2 separate regions of the Zea mays genome follow, and region 2 is linked to region 1. A link is a contact called in public Hi-C data. All regions are on one chromosome and are shown on one strand. The core of a region is the stretch at or near the end of the contact, and the rest is flanking DNA. Distances in the headings are between cores, read along the strand shown. Region 1 holds the start of LOC100282075. Region 2 holds the start of LOC100285730 (NADP-dependent oxidoreductase P2).

What was found. A called contact is a pair of places that touch in the nucleus more often than the background predicts.
Region 2: a contact with region 1 is called in a Hi-C map of leaf, with 4 times the contacts expected there. The contact joins the promoter of LOC100285730 here to the promoter of LOC100282075 in region 1. A contact is called at or near these places in 3 of 25 Hi-C or Micro-C datasets (ear, leaf and tassel).

Annotation. Positions count from the first base shown.
Region 1 is chr10:34,121,966-34,128,468 of Zm-B73-REFERENCE-NAM-5.0, reverse strand. It overlaps LOC100282075, which reads left to right and starts at 3,925. Exons shown (of 10, transcript NM_001154988.2): 1 at 3,925-4,564. The coding sequence starts at 4,145.
Region 2 is chr10:34,333,419-34,339,921 of Zm-B73-REFERENCE-NAM-5.0, reverse strand. It overlaps LOC100285730 (NADP-dependent oxidoreductase P2), which reads left to right and starts at 3,431. Exons shown (of 5, transcript NM_001158621.2): 1 at 3,431-3,787. The coding sequence starts at 3,557.

The DNA of each region.
Region 1 (6,503 bases), core at 2,676-5,175:
TGTGAATATTTTGGTTGAAAAAATAATAAAATTTACTTTAGTTGTCAAATTTACTTCACTAACTGAATAATCATTAGAAAGTTGAAACCATCATCACACAATCACACTATAGACTACAAACAAAAGAACAATAAATTAACGTGGGGGATAACCTGTCCAGTTCTCTCATAATAGTGGTTGAGCGCCCACTGGTGCTTGGACTGGTCTAGCTCAAAGCCCCGAACCATCTAGAGATGTGCTCGTCCAAGCTCGAGTGCACTAAGCAAGAGTGCTTTAATAATATTGCAAAGAGTTATGTAGTTACTATTAGGTTTCAGAGCTGAACAAAAACTTACCTCACCAAGGAATATTATTGAAAGAAGAGCGGAGAAGAAAGGTTTCATGGTCTTTACAGTATGTACAAATGACACTACAATGTTTCCAACGCTAATGTTTGTGAAAAGATTGTGCATGGTATGGACAATAGCTAGAGAAGGATATCAAAAGGCTGAGAAACAAGAACAACACTAACATTAATTTTGATGCACTATGTTTATACTAAAAGTTTGCCCAACAAAACTAAATATTCACCTGGGCACCAGAAATCTTTGGCCTTTTAAGGATATATACCAGTGATTCACATGAACAAAGCAATGACACTTCCAATAGCAAACTGCACCATTGTGATGTTTATAGGGTATGACAAAACCTTCAGAACCTGTAGAGCATAGGGACAATTTAGAAAGTTGTATGATTTACTGGTAACTATTGTTGATCATCAAGTATTTATCCAAAAACTAACTAAAAGGTGACATAATCTACATTAAAGAACAAAGAAAGACTACAATTACGAATAGGAAATTTACCTCTTCGTGTTTACTCTTGTCTCGTTTATGATGTCTATCTTCGCTCCGCTCCCTCTCTCTAGACTGTCACATAAGGGAACGAAATGAGTCCAAAGACATAATAGTTGCCTGCACGGCTGCACATAAAAACCTAAAAGAAAACATCTGGCACAAATCACTGGATCAGTACCTTTCTTGATCTGCTACTCTTCTTATGTTTCTGTGATCTACCAGATACCTCACGGTCGCTGTCATAAGAGCTTGTGCTGCTACAATGAAAATAACATACTTCAGTATGAGAGAAGTAGGAAGAACCTCATGAAAATACAAGTTTTCCTTTATTGAGTATGAAACAACAAAACAACTATGGCAGTTGCTAGTTCAGGACACCATGTATATGTCCACCAAATTTTCATAGTTGCCCCTAATCAGTCTCCCCTAAATTGACTGCATCCAACTAATCATGAAACCATCGTTAGGTTTCGACTGCCTTACCTAACTATTTCAAATATACTCTCAAACACTAGGGCCCGTTTGTTTCGTTGGAAATGAATTCTATTTTAAATAATTATAATTTAGACAAAACTAATTGAGTTACTATATTTATTTATTTATTCATGTAATGCATTTTTATGTTATCCTAAATCATATTAGATAGATAGTTATACGCTACATTTATGTTATAGAGAAACAAGTAACATGTAAATCTATAGAATTAATTTCCATCTCTCACCCCATAAATTTGAGATAGGCTTATATATACACTTTGGAAAGTTGTGGAATATCACATTCTAAAAAATAGCCTATTGCATTAGTTAAATTCTAATTCCTTAAAATGAAGGGAAACAAACGGGCCCTATATGTATTCTGAGATGTGGAGTTCCTAGTGAAGTGATGTACTACACACCAAAATCACAGCTTATTGCCTAATATAACATTCAAATATGGTACAATCCTATTCAGATAAAAATTGTTTACCTCCAATCCTAACATAGCCTCCAATGTCCAATCAGAGTTGGAATTTGAGACTGGTTGTACTCTAGTTGTCCAATCAACAAGGTTTATTTTACTTTTCTGCATTAAGTTGGAAGCAACATGGAGAATAAATTGTTATTATGGAGATATGTGGGCAAATATGCTCAACGCCTTCTATATTCCTCCTGATCACATAATTATCTAGTGGTACAAATTTCTATTTTTCCTCTTCTAGCTACGCAAAGGTAAAAAAGTAAAGTTAGTCAAAATCTTTGTCACAGGTTGCAAAAAGCGTAATTTAGTTTGAATATATAGAAAACAAGAATAAAGTAAGATCCCTGACCGACTCTAGCATTAACCTAAAGTGTTCCATTCAACTATAATTGTTAGACTGTAAATGAACGTCCCACAATAGCTAATATCTTATGATCGTAGGAAAAATCCATGGATAAGATATTCACTCTTTATCCAAGCAGTGCAAAAAAAGTTTGGTGATGAAATGCTTTTAAGCGATACATACCGCTAACTGGAGAACATGACCCAATCAAAACAGCAGCACCAACCCCCTCTTCATCGGCAACAACATTGGGCATCATGTGAAATACAGAACATAGACACACATGCACATGGCCTCCCGGTCCAAAATACACACAAAGGTGCAACTATAGGTCAGGTAATTTTAGAATAATTGACACTATGCACACTTGCCCGAGGACTATGACAATGTATAACTATTTGATAGACATGATCTCTGAATGACATGTCCTACCCTTCAATATTGCCATAAATTGATCCATTCAATTATATCAACAATTAAATGAAGAAACAATTGCAAGCAGCCCAAAAGGCTCTTCCGCAAACAAATTAGACAAACAATTAAAGAGCAATAAGACAGATAAAAACATACTACTCGACAACAGGCAACATAGAGCCCAAAAGAAAGGTCTACAACACGCTTCTTCGCATCAAGTAGAGGTACACGACCAAATTTAGAAAAAAAATCAAAGAGAGAGAGAGAGAGAGAGAGAGAGAGAGAGAGTCGTACCACGGCTCCTCGTGGATTTGCTAGTCGAGGGTCGGATCTAGGATGAAGAAAGCGCCAACGAACATCACGTGCATCGAGAGCACCATCAATCTAAAACATTACTTTGAAGTCTGTTGGGCCCGTGAGGAAGTTCATTAGTACTACGAACAAGCAGCAGTTGCAGAAATATCTATCAATATCACATAGGCAGGTCGACAGCCGTTAGAGGTGACCACTAACCACGAGCAGTGTGTTTTCTGTACAAATGCTAGATGGGTGTAGCATTATTCATTGTGTCAAGAGCATTTGTATTTGGTGGACCTCCTTCTTGCCCTTGGTCGACAACACCCTATGCAGTGGCTTCATAGGGGAGAAGCCGAAGTAGCATGCCTGGCGCGGTGGCGAGGGGGAGACGGAGGATGAGTCGCTCCCCTTGTCCTGCTCCCACAGCATCGGTCGCCGACCCAAACAACTAATCTAGGTCGTGGTGATGCCGACGAGGTGGTCTGGTGGTGCTTCAACGCCAAAGCTGGGGTCCACGTGTCCATAGTGAACGACAAACCCCGAGGCATCTTGATCGGCATCTCGCTCACTCTTCTCCGCCCGTGTCTGGGACATGCCTTCTCCGATGAACGAGCGATCCGATCCACAGATAAGATTGGCGCCGCCCTCGTCGACTGCTACGGCCGCGACAACTTCTCCAGCGACTCCAAACGCGGAGGGCCATGGACCCGCTACGGCGGAGGGGTGGGGCAGGATCTCGGGGAGGGGCTGGATCTCATGGAGAGATGAGAGAGGGGCAGGGCAGTTGAGGGAGAGTGCGAGAGAGGGAGGCGCCCCTGCGGTGTGAGGAGCGCTTTCCGCCTACACGCGACAGGAATGGAAGAACATGAAATAAGAATAAAAATGACAAAACATTGAATTATAGACTACTACTTGCCTAAATAAGTAGTAGTAAATATTTAGAGATATATTGTTATAGCTTAATTTTTTATTGGTAATCTAAATCTTATAATATATATATATATATATATATAATATTTTAGACTATTTTTATAGACACATTGCGGCAGATGCTCTTACATGCAAGCCCCAAGCCCCGAAACCTGTGAGGGTCAGTACTATAAATATCCGATCTCGTCGGAACCCTACCCTTTTGAGAACTCCCCTTCTCCGCCACTACCGAAGCCCTTGTACCCCTCACCGCCGCCGCTGCTGCTAGGGAGCTTCCATCCGCGCGCGCCTACAACGAGAGCTAGCAGCGGTAGCGGCCGTTATCTTGTCGCTCCGGCTCCGTTCGTGTACCCAAGTCCCAGCCTAGATGCCGCAGATGGAGGGGTCCACTGATCAGATCGCCGCCGGCTGGTTCGCTAAGGAGCCGGCTTCCGAGCGGCCCGTGGGCTTGCCGAGGACCGGCTCTTCCAGTCGCCTCAACGCGCAGGCGCCGGAGTTCGTGCCGCGGGGGCCGCCGCCACCGGCGCCGGCGGTTGTGCTGCCGCCTCCGCCGCAGGTGATCCGCATGTTCGCCGCGCCTCCCCCGCCGCCGCGTGGGGGCTTCTTCTCCGCGCCGCAGCCCCGGCCGTTCGAGTACTATGCGCCTATCGGTGAACGCAGCGGATTTGCTGCCAAGGAGCAACAGGCGCCGGAGCTGGAAGCGGAGATGCTCCCGCCCGCCGCGGTGAAGACGGAGCCGGTGGTGGATGGGCTCGACGACGAGGTGGTGCACAAGATCACCAAGCAGGTAGGTGTTGTTTTTCCGGTTTCATATGTTCAAACCAAGCCGATTTGGAATCATATGTCGGGAATCTGTTATTAAATTAGTTTTCATATATGTTCAGACCCAGCTGGTTTATGCTTGTTTTTGAGCGTATGTGAAGAAATTTTGAAGTTGTATTGGTCAATACTTCAATTTTATCTGTTGGAACCAACACAGTATAACTAATAACTAAGGTCATGTTTGGAAGCAACCTAGTTTATAAGAATCCAGTTTCTGTCTCCGGTTTCTAGAATCTGGTTTATGAAAAAAGCTGTCTAATGATGTTTGGAACAATCTCAGTTTTTCATAAACTAGTTTTAGCTAGGAAATGCTAGCTTCTTGTTTTTTAAAAAACCGAGAATCCAGTTTCTATAAACTGGGCCATAAACTGATATGTTTGGAACCACATGTTTTTATAAACTAGATTTTTAAAAACTGGGTGCTTCCAAACAGGCCCTAAGACAGTGCAGTACTGAGTCTGTCCAAGTTATGTGAAAATGTTAGATCTGCATTTGGGTGTTGACCTAAATGTTCTGAACATACATTATAGTTTTGCTTGCTAATGATCCCCTTTAGGGCATGTCTTCGATGTGTTTCCTTTGATACTGTCATGCGGTTGAAAAAATTAAGAATCCAGCCATTTGTTGTTGTACTTATGCTTTCGATTGAGGGAGTCATTCCTAGAGCCTATTTGCAGAATGTTGTTTTTTATGAATGGAAAAAGTAATATTCCAGGAAAACTGGGTACTTTATCTAATCACAAATATATGATTATCCGGTTTTGTCATAAAGTTTGTCTAACAATATGAAGATTTTATATAAATTGACCTCAATGTATTTATTATGAGCATTACTTGCAAGCCAAAGTTAGAAGTGTTTGGCTTAGGACCAATTTGGATGGACTTATTTGTGATTAGAGGGGTTATAGTATGGAGGAGCTAGATAAAAAAGTATGCCCATATTCTTAGATGGTTGGTACTCCCTCAAATAGCAATTTGTTTTGTCTTCTCTAGATACATACTTTTTTATTATGTATTAGACATAGTCTATATGTAGGTGCATATCATAAGCTATGTATGTAATTGACTTACAATTTGGGATGGAGGGAGTAGTAGTTAACTAGTTGATGCCATGCTGTCCATCTTTTGGTTGTGCAATGTACTTTTGCAACTGCTCATGATTTGTCATATTGTTACTTTTCATTATATTTTGTTGATGCATCTTCTACGATATTTTTTAGGTAATTGTTTAGACATTAAAACACTTCTGGCACCACAAACATTCTGGTCTGAGTGAATTCCTTGTCAGCATGTTCAATCGAACTTCTAAGACTAAATTTGATCATGTGATGCTACTGTAAACATTTGCTAATCATGGATTTATTAGCTTAATAAATTTGTCTAGTCGTTTAGTCTTTGACTCTTCATCTATGTAATTAGTTTTGCAATTAGACTACATTTAATACTCATAATTGGTGTTCAAACATCTGATGTGACACGGACTAAACTTTAATCAGAAGAACCAAACACCCTACTGCCTCTTTTCATGTCAACTTTGGCCTTCCCCTGCCTCTCTTTCCATTAGTATCACGCCTTAGGATCCCACTACACACTCGTTTCTTTGGAGGTCTACGTTGGATATGTCAAACCATCTTAACCGGTATTGGACAAACTTTTCTTTAATTGGTGCTACCCCCAGCTTATCACACATATCATCGTTCTTGGCCACAAATTCAACGCAACATACAAATTTATGAAACACTTATCTATTGAACATGTCGTCTTGTGTAGGTTAGCATTTCACACCATATAACATAGCAGGTCTAATTGCGTTTTATAAAACTTGCCTTTTAGCTTCTATGATACCCTCTTTTCACATAGAATGCCAGATGCTTGATGCCACTTACACCCACCTTGTTTTGATT
Region 2 (6,503 bases), core at 2,182-4,681, 210 kb before region 1:
GGATTAGACGCACTTTCTAGATCGCTTGCCTCCATATCCGATCGTTGGATCGAGGATGTAGGGTTCATATTAGATCTGGATATAGGGTAATATGGAGCGTTGATCTCAAATCTGAGGGTCAGGATTACATATCTGGTACCATTTTGACTGATTAGGTTTGGGCGTTCGGATCTTCATCCAGCGACCTGTAGATGGCGCTGGTTCATTGTGTGGAATGATTTGATCTAGGTGGTCCATTTTCGATCGGACGGTTGCAGTAACGCGATACCCCTTTGGCCCGCCCTTTTTGCTAATGTCCCTAGCAATTCTTGATATAAACCTGAAGTTCATAATAAATGTAGAATAATTGCGGAAGGGCCCTAAAGTTTATGATTCAAACCCTGGTCTTTTCTGAATTAATACATGGAGTCCAAATGCAATCTCTCAAGTTAATAAAACAAATCAGAAAAATGATTTTAAAATAGAAAATAAATCCTAGACCTTAATAAATTCATAACTTCTTTAATTAGCTCCAAATTGATCCTTTCTAGTTGCATTAAATTCATAATAATATTGTTTATCTTCTATCAACCTTATTTTGTTATGAAGTATGGGTTAGAATTATACACTTAATTTGTTCTATATCTAACACCTAAATCTTCAGAAAATCATAACTCGTTAACCGTAACTTCGAATTTAGTGGTTCTCAAACCTAGGATCTAGTTACGATGCATAGAACATTATTATGCAGTTTGTTCTTATGTTTGGTGTGATCTTAATTTTGCCTATACGATGTTTGTTTGTATTGCTATGAATAGTAGCGAGGTTACGAGTCACTTGAAGAGCAAGCGGGTACCTGGGGATCTCAAGTCTAAGGCAAGTTGTGTCCTTGATCACTCTTCTTTACCTAATAATGTTCATGTTAATCACTGTGATATGCTCAGTTTAATTTGATGGGACCTAATAGGTTCCCTAGCATTGTTTATTCCCCCACCATACAAATAGATGAACTATTGGGTAGATTTGCTATTGCTCTATTTGGTTTTGGGAAACTAATGTTTTATTATGATCATGTTACAATTATGTTGTCATTTTAATTATTGTTCATGATAAGATCATATTGTTAATTGGAACATGGAGAACCACCCGGGAAAACAGTGCTATCATAAGGGTGGAATGGGACGCCCTTGGCCAAGTAATTAGAAAAGCTAGGGAGAGATTATCTTACCCGGAAGGGCCAAGCGGGGAGGCATTGCTGCTAGAGTATAGGGAAGTCCTTGGGTCGAACTGTCTATAAAGATTTTTAAACAAAGGAATTCATATGCTTCCTTCTTTCTGAATCCGTAGCGCATTTTCTCGAACTAGTAGAACTTTGGAAAGGCCTTGTAGTGCTACCCTGCCTCGCTTCCTCGGTAGAGGTGTATGGGGTCCGATCAACCCCATGGCAAATGGGTAACATGACTTGTTGGTAAATATGTGCAACCTCTATAGAGTGTAAAACCGGTATATCAGTCGTGCTCACGGTCATGAGCGACTCGGACACTCACATGATTAATTTATGGAAGTAAACTTAATCTCTCATATGCATTGCATGGCGGGTGTTATTATCAATTGCGATCTCTTATTTAATATGGTTGGTATCTACTTACACTTAGTAACTGCTAATAAAATTTCGACCAACTCTAAAAGCAATGCTCAGTTGTAACCATATCCTTTGGTAAGCCTTACACTTCACATGAGCTCTCACCTTTGGTGAGTTCATGCACATTATTCCCCACAACTTGTTGAGCGATGAACGTATGTGAGCTCAACCTTGCTGTACTCACATCCCCTAGGTCAAGAACAGGTACCACAGGAGGAGGCGCATGAAGGATGCTGTGATGAGTACGTGAGTGGTCTAGGCCGTCGTCTCTCAGTCAACTATAATTGCTGGATCGTTGTTTTCGTATGATGTAATTATTTAACTATTTTATACAGAACTCTGTTATAGATTAAAGATGTGACATTTGTTTCTGTACCATGAGTCATCATATGTGTGAGATTTGATCCTAGCACACTTTGTGATTTCGCGCCCGGGTTTGGACCCCTGAATCCAAGTGTGAAAGAGGATGATGAGTTCATCACTCCCATACAAACAATGCATGGACCGACAACACGAGCATGTGCACGACAGCTAAATCTCCAGGTTCATTCTAACCTAGTGAATTGTGTTTTAGAGCTTACGCTTGGTGCCATGGATGTTTTTATGATTAGAAACCTTGGAAAGGACCAACAAGGACTTGGGAAAGGCTAAAACGTCAAGGAGGAGAAGCTATGACGTTCGCAATAAGAAAAAGCCAAGTCCGACTCAACTTCATTTCCACCTTGGAGTCCATGACCAGTCTGCATTAAAACGGACACTCAGGATGAATCTAAACTCCGATTAAGTTGGACTTTATATGGATGGAAATATAAGGAGATAAAATTTCTAACCCAACTAGAACCAACTTAAAATTCATTCGAAGTCAGAGGGAATCATCGAAACAAGTTAGAGTTCATATTTTATTTTGGTGGTGTGATACTGTCTCTTGGGCTGCTAGGCCATGTAGCGTGTTGTAGCCTATTAGGGGTGCAACCAGGGGTCACACACGCCCCTAACCTCTATTTTATCAGCAGTTGCCGCTATATTAAGGTTTGGGTTTTGCTTAGATCATATCTGTCATCGAACAATATCGTCGTTCATCGTTTTGTAAGACCCCAACTCGTAATCAACATAATTTTTGGTTGTGTTCTTCCTGTTCTTGCTTGTGTGCTTGATTGTTCTTGTAGGGATAAGCCTTCGTGACCAGGTCATTCGTGTGTCACAGGTGATAACCAACGGAATAGTGGTGTATTGATTGCGATGATATGTTCGCTCCGAGCATTGGATGAACAACATCGAGATCTCCACTCAATCAAGTTATCGTACCTCACGAAAGATCAGGCCTTGCTTATATCAAGCGATATCAAGATTAAGGTTGCTCGTGAGGTATAATCCTACCTTTATATTCATTTTGTTTCGTCACATAACCCACAAAAAGCCAAAAAACCATTGATCTCCCACTTTCTTTATCCAAAATAGGCAATCTATTTATCTAAAAGAAAGAGAAAAAATAGACCTACAACTTTCACGTTGTGATCGAGTTTTTTGCGTTTGACATCTTTAAATTGGTCAAACAATCTGTTGAAGTTAGAGCATAAAATCTGTGATAGATAGACAAGAATTTTTTTGATACTCATGTGTTATATCTTGTTTTAATCAGTAATTAACGTAACTAGCAGTAAAGACCACTTTCTTTCATTAGATCTAGCACCAGTCACTGAAATTAACGCCTCAACGGACCATGGCGCGCGTTGTTGGCTAGTGGTTGGAAGATATCTACTGTACTCCGTCTGTACCCTCAGCCTCCACGGACCACAGGCCAGAAAAAGGCTTCGCCTTGGACTCCCCCACACAACGCAGCACCCGCACTCTCCAGGCGTCTGCCAATCCGAAACGAAACCCACCCGTCGCCTAGAGGCAAACCAGGACTGAGATTGAGCGGAGAGCAGCACAGCCATGGCGGGGCAGGAGGTGGCGAACAAGCGGGTGGTACTGAAGCGCTACGTGACGGGGTTCCCCGGCGCGGACGACATGGAGGTGGTCACAGGCACCGCGCGCGTGGCCGTGCCGCCGGGGTCGACGGCCATGGTGCTCAAGAACCTCTACGTGTCGTGCGACCCTTACATGCGCGGCCGTATGACCAAGCACGAGAGGCCCAGCTACGTCCCGGACTTCGTCGTGGGGGAGGTAATTAAATTATATGTAACAACACTAGGAACAAATCAATGACCAAGTCGTACACTCGGCGAATATTAATTTTCTATTTTTTGTCCCTAATTCTTGTATTGGTATATTATTACTTCTATTTTAGAGTATCTACTAGAGTTTTTTTCTCGGCCTCGGTTTTTCCTATTCTTTCTTGTCTTTCTTCTCTGTTTTGCCCCCCTTCTTTTATATGAACTCGCAGTCACAGCACCCTTCTCTTTCCGCGTTCTCGCGGATGTGGGGAAACCGATATAAAAGAACCAAACAAAGATAAATCCAAAAGGTTCTAAGGTAAAAATAGGGAAGGGAGTAAGGGCCTGTTTGTTTACCCCTCAGATTATATAATTTAGATTAAATAATCCTAAGAGTCAAACAAACAGTCCAGCTTATTTGCCGAGATTATATAATTTAACCTCTTGGATTATGATAATCCATAAGCAAGTGAGGAGGTGCTTATTTCAGATTATTTTTTTCCCACTTCCCCACTACCCTTTCAAGTTTCCTAGAAATTACCCACCATTGCCATTATAACCCACCATTGGCATTATTGTCTTCCTCATACAAAAGAATCCTATTAATAACTCAAATAATCTGGATAAACAAATGGGACTACTCAGATTATATAATCCAGATTATATAATCCAGATTATATAATCCAGATTATATAATCCTCCAAAAATAATCTAGATTATATAATCCATGGGTTAAACAAACAGGCCCTAAATAGAACATTCTATGAAAAAGTAGTCCATAGTTTTAGTTTCTTAGTTTAATGCACTAATCCATATTTTAACTTCAGTAAAGCTATACTTCACTCGGCAGATTTGATGTGATATGTCACACGATTTCTGGTTCGTTGGATCTTCTTTTGGCTTCCATCCTCACCACAAGCTGCGAGTTCAGGTGGGGCCGTACGCTCCCCGTGCAAAGCTGAAAAAATTACACGGCAAAGATGTCCGGCTTAAGCTTTGTTCGTTTGTATCGGATGGTACCCGGAATCGTTTTAACTAATCAAAGTTTATATAAATTAGAGAATGAATCCGGTTAGGAATCGTTCCGACCTATCAATCCGGCACAAACGAACAAGGCTTTAGAGTTTGTTCGTTTTGGTCTCAATCCAGTAAGGGCTTGTTCGGTTAGCTCTCAATCCACATGGATTGAGTGGGATTGGGTGGGTTTAAATCCCAAGAAAGTCAAACTTTTTTCTTAATTTTTTCTAATCTCATCTAATCCATAGATAACGGGATTAACCGAACAAAGTCTAAGTTGGTAGGATTGAGTAGATTTTAATTCTAAGCAAGTCAAAAAAATTTATAATTTTTATAATTATATGTAGTCCATATAGAAAAAGAATAACCGAACAAGCCCTTGTGTGGCTAAACTGAGAGGGTCATGACAGATCTAGGATAGAGGCTGGCATCATATAGTAATTTCAGTATAATCATGAGAAAATGGTTTACGGTTATAAGACGCAGGTGTAACAGCAGTCTGCAGGCCATCATCGTTCATGCGCATGACACACCAGCCCTCACACGCTTGCAATTTGTATATTCTCTCCGTGCCGGCTATGCTCATTCACGTTACGGCCATATCCAGCCTCCCTAATCTATGATTCAAATCCTCTGATCTGTTTTTTTATCCGAGATGATAGTATATGTCTGCACGCCTGCATATGGCTTGGCCGCTGCTGTTTTTTTTTTATCCAACGCAAGGATCATCTTCGTGGTCATCTTGCTATTTCAGACAACGCGTGCCACTTGGACAAATACGTAACGCGCTTCGTCGATTGGCAAGTACTTTCAGACCTAGGGCACGTTTGGTTTCTTTAGTCTAGAGACTAAAATTTAGTTAGGAACTAAAATTTAGTCTCTACCATATTTAGTTATATAGACTAAAAATATGTAGAACACATTAAATAAATCATAAGAAGACCAAAAATATCACACTTAGCATTATTTACCATTAGTGCAACTAAAATAAAAGGTGCAGAAGTAGAATTAATATGGTTTAGTCATCTTTAGTCATCCTTTGGAGGACTATAGACTAAAACACTTTATTACCTGTTTTAGTCCCATCGTTTAGCCATTTATGGACTAAATAATATTAAAATGTAATGACTAATCTTTAGTCTCTCAAACCAAACAGGGACTTATAATAGCATATTTTATTATTGATGTTTGTGTGTAAGTTATATGTTTAGTTGGTCTAAATTGATTGTTCAATATTGACAATGGCCATTTGGATTACATTATATATATATATATATATATATATATATATATATATATATATATATATATATATATATATATATATATATATATATATATTCATTTTTTGGTGTTTTTTTGATTTGTACGTTTGCTGTATTTGGTTCCACTTTATAATATTTCAATTTGGCTTTCTAGAAATAATTTTGCCAACGTTTTTGTTCTTTTTAATCTATGTATCGAACATTTCATGATCAATCTAACAATAGTCGATTCTGTCATCTGTCCAATTTCAAGTGTTTTAACGCCATCTAACACTCACACGTAAACCTCTAAGTGATAGATCAATCGGTTTTTCTGCATTAAAAGCAGGGCCGGACCTGGGGTGGTCGAGCCGGGCGGCCGCCCAGGGCCCCTAAAATGTTAGGGCCCCCACTAAATATATATTTAATTATAGTGCTTGGTGACTAAATCAGACTAAACAAACA